Regions from separate parts of the Mus musculus genome. Here all the other regions are linked to region 1. A link is a contact called in public Hi-C data. All regions are on one chromosome and are shown on one strand. Each heading gives the region's core, a stretch centred on a gene start, on an enhancer-like site or on the middle of the called end of the contact. The rest is flanking DNA. Distances are from core to core; before and after follow the strand shown.

What was found. Hi-C and Micro-C count contacts between places; a contact is called where the count stands out from the background.
Region 2: a Hi-C map of uterus shows a contact between it and region 1, with 3 times the contacts expected there. The contact joins the enhancer-like site here to the promoter of Rgs22 in region 1. A contact is called at or near these places in 6 of 39 promoter capture datasets (the HPC-7 cell line, cranial neural crest, embryonic stem cells and 2 more), 11 of 484 Hi-C or Micro-C datasets (Sertoli cells, embryonic stem cells, erythroblasts and 1 more) and 1 of 9 other capture datasets (embryonic stem cells).
Region 3: a contact with region 1 is called in a Hi-C map of rod photoreceptor, with 2.6 times the contacts expected there. The contact joins the enhancer-like site here to the promoter of Rgs22 in region 1. A contact is called at or near these places in 7 of 39 promoter capture datasets (the 3T3-L1 cell line, 3T3-L1-derived adipocytes, the HPC-7 cell line and 4 more), 1 of 484 Hi-C or Micro-C datasets (rod photoreceptor), 1 of 115 datasets of contacts at active chromatin or transcription factors (embryonic stem cells) and 2 of 9 other capture datasets (adipose tissue and pancreatic islet).

The regions. Positions count from the first base shown.
Region 1 is chr15:36,138,754-36,141,658 of GRCm38.p6, forward strand. Rgs22 (regulator of G-protein signalling 22) reads right to left here and starts at 1,647. Exons shown (of 28, transcript NM_001195748.1): 1 at 1,575-1,647; 2 at 1,126-1,154. The coding sequence starts at 1,599.
Region 2 is chr15:36,065,536-36,068,293 of GRCm38.p6, forward strand. The region is part of intron 14 of Rgs22 (regulator of G-protein signalling 22); the gene reads right to left. Among named protein-coding and RNA genes, the nearest start is that of Rgs22, 73 kb to the right of the region's middle. Within about 2 kb of position 1,311, at least 26 of the 459 cell types and tissues checked have an H3K27ac peak or open chromatin away from gene starts, as enhancers often do. A contact at or near this core is called in uterus, where this site is marked.
Region 3 is chr15:36,040,317-36,043,366 of GRCm38.p6, forward strand. Rgs22 (regulator of G-protein signalling 22) reads right to left here. Exons shown (of 28, transcript NM_001195748.1): 20 at 2,889-2,957; 21 at 237-398. Among named protein-coding and RNA genes, the nearest start is that of Rgs22, 99 kb to the right of the region's middle. Within about 2 kb of position 1,800, at least 6 of the 459 cell types and tissues checked have an H3K27ac peak or open chromatin away from gene starts, as enhancers often do. A contact at or near this core is called in rod photoreceptor, where this site is marked.

The DNA of each region.
Region 1 (2,905 bases), core at 397-2,896:
TTTCCCGTTAAACGGGGTTCGGCCAATATATGGAAGCATTTCTGATGTGCTGTGTGTACCTGTATGTTAGTGTACATAGAAGTTTCTCTTTTCTCCCCCACCCCTCCTCCTCCTGCTCCCACCTCCTACTACTCCTACTATCTGCTGACTTAGCCTTCTCTCTTATGTTAGCCCCAGCTAGACTGTTAACGTTTTTGAGACTTAGACCCAGTATTTAGGACAATACTTTGAATACACAGTCACTCATGTTTGTTGAATGAAAAGCCAAAAGTAAATAGGATAATCAGTCAACAAGAGAAGTGGGTGCTAGAGTATTCACATTAGTAAATACTGGACGCGCTTTGAGCTCCAGCCTCAACGGTGGTAGGAAAAAGGGTTGCCTCTGTGTCTGTCTGTGCCCTGGGGCAAGCTCCTCGTGTAAGCAATATGCTTTCTAGAAGAGTCTCTAAAGACAGCACTCTCCCAAATGATAAATAGATTTGGCAAATATTTAGTATGCTCAATTTCTCCAAAATTCTGACCTGAGAACAATGTCTAGAAAACAATTTAAACACTTACAAATAGATGACTGGTTTCTGTTGCTGTTTTTGTGTTTGTCTGTTTTGGTTGTTTGGTTGATTAGTTTTGGGTTTTTTGGCTTTGTTATTTTATTATTTATTGATTGACTGGGTGGTGTTGTTGTTGTTGAGACAGGGTTTTTCTGTATAGCCCTGGCGGTCCTGGAACTTGCTCTGTAGACCAGGCTGGCCTCAAACTCAGAGAAATCCTCCTGCCTCTGCTGGAGTTTAAAGACCTGAGTGCTACCATGGGGGTGGAGGTGAGGGAGGGCTGGTATTTTTTAAGACAGGATCTCACATAGCCTTGAATTTGCTATGTCACAAAGGATGACCCCGACTCCCAGCCCTTCTTTCCCATCTCTAATGCTGGGGTGAGCAACTTTACCTACTAATGTTTACTGCAACCAGGAGCTGCCCTGCACATCACAACAAAGCCATGGAGACAGCCGGCCTGCCCCCATAGGGACAGCAAGGGTACGGAGAAACTACATGAGGTCTTTTACAGAAGAAAGCTTTAGCCCGAAGAGAATGTAAAAAAAAAGACCCGTTCTCGCCACTGTGTACTCACAAACTCTTCTTCTGTAACTTCTGGCGGCTCTGGAAGGAGACAAAACGTTACCTTTTCGTACTCAGATCTTCCTTTTAGACTAACTGAAATCATCTGCGACAGCCCCTGGCGCTACTGTATATACATATATCCCGGGTGAGCTCAGTAAAATGTTCATTATCCGCACATGGATTACATTTTAAGGTAGGATTCCAGGTGAAGGTGGGGAGGAAAGACCTTTGGACTTTGGCTTGGGACCCACTGTCACCCCAGAGCTAACCTAAGGCCCCCATTTGCAAAAGGAGAGCTTAGCGTGGTTAGCGCACAAGGTAATAGCGACTGCCCTGGGGGTTCGTATAAAAGGCAGGGAGCTGGGGCTGGGGACCCGGGCTTGGGCTGGAGGCTTGGGGCTGGGGTCGAGCGCGGTCCGGGTGCCCGAGCACTGCGGCAGGGCGCCGGGGCCCACCTACCCGCCGAGAGCCGCTTCTCCGGCATCCTGTCGGGGGAACCCAGCTGCCCGGCCCCGCTGTCTGGGGAGCGACTGCCGCCCCACGGCACGCGGCCTGGGGCTGCCCGCTGTTGCCATAGAGCTGGACAAAGCAGAGGCGCCTGGGCCAGGGGTGGCGGCTGGGGAGCGGCCGTTACTGTGGAGATCGCACGGCTCCTGGTGGGGAAGGGCTGTTGCGGGGGCGGGGGGAGCAGATCCTCCCACAGCGAAGGACCGCAGAGCCAGGCCTCAGTTTCCTTAGGTCAGACGCCTGTAGCAAAAGGTTTTTCATAAACGCTGACCACTAGGAATTACCCGAACTGGGGACCACAGATTACAGTTACCCTAAAATGTGTGTTCAGGAAAGGAGTTAGGAAAACAGAGCCCTGTGTACTGTGGCACACACCTGCAATCCTAACAGTTAACAAAAGAAGGCAGGAGAATAGAGTTACAGCTTGTTCTCAGTTACTAAGAGTTTAAAGCCAGCCTGAGCTACAGTAAAGCAAAACCACAAACAAACAAACAAAAAAGAATTTATTTAAATAGAAAAGATAAAAATTTAAACACAATTATTCTAAATACTAAAAATATTTATGTCCCAAAAATAATTTATGTCCCCCCCCCCAAATTTGTGTTTTAGTTGAGATAGGTTCTCATGTAGCCCAGGCTGGCCCTGAACTTCTGATCCTCCTGCCTCCACGTTGCTTGTACAGGTTTTGCAGGTCTTTGCCCCAACCCTGGCCAGAAAATGAAGCTCAAAGTCCCTGTCTGGGAATGGGTATGACTTGGGTGTGGAGTGATAGGGTGGGGTATAGCTCCTGTTAGACATTTGCATTGGAAATACTGCTTCCTAATTGTTTTATAAAACTTATCCCATTCTGTAGTTCTGAATTTCCTCAGTGGTACCAAATAAACCCCAAAGCTAACTGCTTGCCCCTTCCCAGCAGTACTTCCAATGCAAATGTCTAACAGGAGCTATACCCCACCCTATCACTCCACACCCAAATCATACCCATTCCCAGACAGGATCTTTGAGCTTCATCTTCTGACCGGGGTTGGGGCAAAGACCTGCAAAATCTGTACTAGGAAGGTGGAGGCAGGGGGATCAGAAGTTTAAGGCCAGCCTGGGCTACTTGAGAACCTATCTCAACTAAAACACAGATTTTGGGGGGGGACATAAATTATTTTTGGAACATAAATCTTATGACCGTTAAATGATACATCTTCCGAGTAACTCAAAGTTTCCCCCTAGAACTTTCCCTCCAAACCCCACATTCAGGTAAATACTGGATTCAGCCAGTTCTACCTTAACAT
Region 2 (2,758 bases), core at 61-2,560, 74 kb before region 1:
GAGAATGTATAAAAAGGAAGCAGCAAAGCATGAAGAGAAATAAAATTCATATTGTTGGGTCTTAACTCAGAGCCTGTCCTGCCTCGGAACCAACTCTTCACAGATCACCTTCAGCACAGCAAGTGGCTGTGTGCTCAGCTGTGACAGCTGAACAATGGCTGAGCTTGAGGGCCAGTGGCAGAGGAACACAGGAACCTCTCAACTGTGCTCAGTCACTCTCTGCTCTTGGAATTTATATAGAACACTGGGATCAAACTGTTCCCCAAAGCTAAAGGCAAAGGGAGCTCTTGGAGTGTTTATAACACAGATATGAATACCTCAATACCAGGCACTTTCAGAGATCATAAAATTTGGCAAAAAGAGAAGTGTGTTTTTACAACCACTCACAGCTCTAGCAGGCTCAGAACCTTGTGACCTGAGTTCATATGAGGCAGAGAAAGAAAACACCAAGCAACCCAACCTTTTTATTCTGCAAAAGGAGGAAAAAATGATGGTTTTAATGACTTCTCACATCCCAATAGGAGCTCAAAAACATTACTGAGAGCAGCGCCAGACAACGAATTACAGAGGAAGCTTTGCACAGATGGACTCGAGTGTGAAGAACCTTGCACTATTCAGCTAGGAATCCCGAAGACTGGGATCTAGGAATTGCAACTGCACCCAGGCTGAGATCAGCATGAGGTGGGATTGCCAAAAGACAGACAATGTGAAGACAATCAGCCGCTGGTTCCTGGCCTCGACTCAGCCCTGATTAATGAGAACTCGGAGCAAAAAAAAAAAAAAAAAAACCTCCAGAGAATGCTAATCCAGTAACAGAGGAATACTTGCTCAAATTTGTTTTGAAAAAATGAAAAATCAGAGGAAGAAATCAGAACATGCTTAAAAAAAAAAAAAGCCAGAAACAAACCATAAACTCAAGGGAAAAAATTAATTGGGAGTTTCAAGACTGACTTCAGCCATTGCTTAAGACATTTTGAGCAAAACCAATTAATCAAGTATACCGTGGAGTAAATAGACAAAGAGCTTAAAAAAATCCTATCAAACAGTCAAAAGCAATCTAAATTGCCCACGGATTTTATCATCTAATATTTTATTTAAAAAATTTAACAAAATCAGCATTTATTTAAATGAAATATTTAACCTCTGAAAATAAAGAAATCAGTGAACAACAATTCAACAGGAACAAGATTCTAGTTACTCTTTTGGTTTAAAAGTCAAGACTTGTCTCACTAGGATGCAGCCACATCTTAGTAAAGCTGGCCTCCAAGTGGCTCTGATGAGAACGACAGTCATCAGGCCAGCTGGTGTTGCAACAAAAGGCACCATTAGCCCTGTCACTGTCACTGCATGAAAGGCAAGCATGCAGACAGCAGGTCACCTGCCTGCCACTGAAGAGCACAAGCAAAGAGCACAAGTTAGCTCTTTACCCTACAAATATTCTCTCCAGTAAATACGTCAGGCTGAGTAAGGACCGGCCATCTCAGGCTGGTGAGCTGGGAACAGTCAAGGTCTGCTTCCGTGACTTCCGTTATTTGAGTGAGGTAAGAAGAGGGGAGGAGATTTCACTATTGTTCCTGAGGAACATACTAAAATCAGACTTGGAGTATAAACTCCAAGTCATCGTGTCTGGAAAGCCAGGCTGGGGGTGATTGGTAAGATGGGTCTAAGGAGTCAGTAAGCCGCTTCACAGCCAAACAGAAGAGTTGTCAGTGACCACTGTAGAAGAATACTGTAACTGTGACTACACATTCAGCATGTTACTGAGAATCCAAGCATTGCCAGTGGGTCACCTCATTCATTAACACAAGCCACTTCCAGTCCTGAATATACATGAGCACAAGGATTATCCACACAGACTCACAGGTCTGAAGGGGAAAGGTCCAGGGTGACAATTAACCTGTAATGCTCACAAGGATATTTCAAAATATTAAAGTGAAAGATTAAGCAAGGTAATAGACACATGTGAAGGGAAATTGGTAATAAAATGGCAGCTCGCAGTTCAGGTCTAGAGTTGTAGCACTCAATTCTAATTCCAAGGACGGCTAGAAAATGCCCATGGGAAAGTGTTTTCTAAACTACAGGATTGGGGTGGGAGGGGGTAACAAAAATACCTCCCTCTCAGGTTTATTAAGAATTAGACCAGCTCCTTAATCAGGGAAATGCAAATCAAAACAGCCCTGAGATTCCACCTCACACCAGTCAGAATGGCTAAGATCAAAAATTCAGGTGACAGAAGATGCTGTCGAGCATGTGGAGAAAATCGAACACTCCTCCATTGCTGGTGGGATTGCAAGCTGGTACAACCACTCTGGAAATCAGTCTGGCGGTTCCTCAGAAAATTGGACATAGTACTACCGGAGGATCCAGCAATACCTCTCCTGGGCATATACCCAGAAGGTGTTCTAACTGGTAATAAGGACACATGCTCCACTATGTTCATAGCAGCCTTGTTTATAATAGCCAGAAGCTGGAAAGGACCCAGATGTCCCTCAACATAGGAATGGATACAAAAAATGTGATACATTTACACAATGGAGTACTACTCAGCTATTAAAAACAATGAATTTATGAAATTCTAAGGCAAATGGATGTATCTGGAGGATATTATCCTGAGTGAGGTAACTCAATCACAAAAGAAGTCATTAAATATGTACTCACTGATAAGTGGATATTAATTAGTCTAGAAACCTAGAATACCCAAGATACAATTTGCAAAACACATGAAACTCAAGAAGAAGGAAGACCAAAGTGTGGATAC
Region 3 (3,050 bases), core at 550-3,049, 98 kb before region 1:
TTGAGGTACCAGCTCATTCTGGGACTTGAGCGGAGGTCTCCCCAGTTTCGGGGGTCTTAAATGTGGGGGCCTTACAGGACAATAAGCACATCAGTGTTCAGATATTAGCATGAAGGAGGTTGGCAGTATGGGGGTGGGTGTATTACACAATTCCATTAGCTAGAGATAGCGACATCCTAGCTTAAGGCACCACCTCTTCAAACAGAAGTTATTTTCTCCAGTTCCAAATACAATACCTTAAACTTTTGTACTTCTTGCCAAAAAAGAACTCCATTTTCCAATAAATCTCCTTTCAGGGCCACAAACCGTTGAAATTGCCTTGCAATGACTGGATTCAATAATGCTTTACGGAAAGCAATAATCTCACAGGATGAAGATATCCACTTACTCTCCACAGGCTGTCCAAATAATACAGGAAATCAGACATGTTCCAAAAGTAGCAATCAAGTCCTTAATTAAACTAAAACCACCAACTCCCATTTTTTTTTGATTTGGCTACTGAAATGTGTGCTGTGGATGTAATAGAATTTGACAGCTTTCCCCTCAGACTCTGCATTTTTGTCTCTCTTTTTCCCCTCCCCCTCCAATGGCCCCATTACTTTTAGAAAAATTACTGGCTGACTTACATGTAACTATATTGTTAAAAATTTTTAATAGTCATTACAGTTTGGGGCCAGTGAGAAAAGAGAACAGAATAATCAGGATGCTATTGTTAGATATAGTTACAATGTGACTTATGGTGATTTACATTGTTACATTGTTACATTGTGATTTATTGTGCTTGCATTATTTTTACTACTTCTTTTATTCTTTGGATTATAATAGTTTTAAGAAAAATCAACAATTCTATCATTTAAGTTGAAGATTTACTTTAACTCTATCCTGGTAAGATTATGCTTTTATATGGAATGCTTTTAACCCATTTTAAATGAATAGTTATATTGCTTCTTAACATATTCATGTTGCAATGTTAGGAATGGAAGTCAGTGCCTCGCGCATGTAAGGCAAGTGCTCAACCACTCCACGTCACCCGTGGATACCAACAATCATTTTATTGTTTTGACACAGAACGTCATTCTGTAGCCCTGGCTGGCCCAGAACTCACTATGAAGACCAGGCTGGCCTCACCTTCGCCTGCCTCTGATTCTTGAGTGCTGGGATATTTTTGTTTTCTTCTTAATAATGAAATTCTTCTGACTGAAGATTTATTTTATACATCATAAAATCTACAAGTGCCCATGATATTTTAATAATGCTTAAAGATATTTTATCTACATCTATTTTATACTGTAGCAATTTTGGAGCAAACTTTAAAAAATATTTTACTCAATTCAAGTCACATATTCAACCTCTTTTACCCTCTTAATTTCAAAAAGCAAATAGGTTTTATTAAATTTACCAAATGTATATATTGAAAATAGATTTGAATCCTGTTGGGATTCCCCAGAGTCACTGTCATTAAGTAGGCAACGATGCAAGGACACAGTGCTCCCAAAGTACCATTGTAGCGGGACAAATAAATTATAGCAGTGACTAAATGCCATTACTGACAAGGCATTAAATAAGTTCTTGGAACGAACTGCATGTGACCATCAGTACAAATGTTGGACACAGTTTTGCAAGAAGTACCCTAGGAACTTGAGGGAGGAAAGAGTAATGAATTCCGCCTGGAGAGGGGTAGCCTGCGCTGCAGCTGAAAGGGAAAAGCACCAGGCCGTGGTGAGTGGTGGCCATTAACCCAAGCGCAGGCATAGATGCCTGTCACTCCTTAGCAAGGCAGAGCCATGCTCTCTGCACAAACACTTAAGACTCTTAGCATCTGCTCCGCATTAAGATTACAACCCTATAAATAGGAACAAGTATGGATTAAAGTGGGATGTTTATTTAAAACCCACTCAACAAAGACTGTTTTAAGGCCTGATTCTTAAGACACTAAAACTTAGCCATTTAACTAAAACCTGTAATTTAAATAAATAGAAAATAATGCAAAATATAGATCATAATAATATAAAATATATGCTCATTATACTTAGTATTTCAATAAAAATATAACAAAAACAAACCTTTCAAAAGATCGCCTCCCTTCAAGAGGCAGCCGGGAAGAGAGCTTCCTGGCAGACCCAAGCATCCTCTGACTTTAGGAGAAACCTTTATCTTTGCTCTAATTTGAACGAACCACCTAGGCCTCAGTTTTCATGACCCAGAGGGTAACCCTCTGGAGCCTGCAGACTCACTAACAGGACTATGCTCATCATACTTGCTAAAAGCACAATAAGCCATTATACAAAAGCATCCCATTACAGCGATTTTAATCATCTACAAAATCACAGTTGCTGTAGTTGCTTTCAAGCTAAGCTATAATTTGAAGTTCAAGGGTGGGGGTTGGGGGGGATAAGAATGATGTAATTCACTGGTGCCTCTTGTGACATGTTCTTTCTATATAATCCACTCTCCTGATAAGTAAATGACCACGTGCTGTAAGCACAGCTCGTGTGACAAACCCAGGCTTTCATGACTAAATAGACATATATATGTCCCCAGTGCTGGGGACCAAACCTGGGGCCTCAAGGGAAAAGCACACGTTTAAAGGTCAGCCGTATGCTCCATGGTTGAGAGGGCAGGAGCTCTGAGGAACAGGGCACACTTCCACAACCGGCCTGCAGAAGGAGGTTTAGATAATGATGGTCAGGGACAAGTCGGGGGCGGGGAGCACCACTGGGGTGGGGAGAGCACGTGTGTGTGTGTGTGTGTGTGTGTGTGTGTGTGTGTGTGTGTGTGTGAGTGTGTGTGAGTGTGTGTGAGTGTGTGTGTGTGTGTGCGCGCACGCGCGCATGTAATACTTTGTTTGAGGGAGTAGAATTTATAAGAGGAAGAATATAATTACTTGCCTTCCAAACTCCAATTTTCCTGTCGTGCCTCTGCAGTAACAGCTCATCCGCTATGTCTTTCATCTGTGTCTGAAGCAGAACCAATTATTTTATCAACATATTCAGAATTGTGTTTTAACAGCTAAGAAACAAGGCAAAGGTTAGGTTAGATAGGGAAGGAAG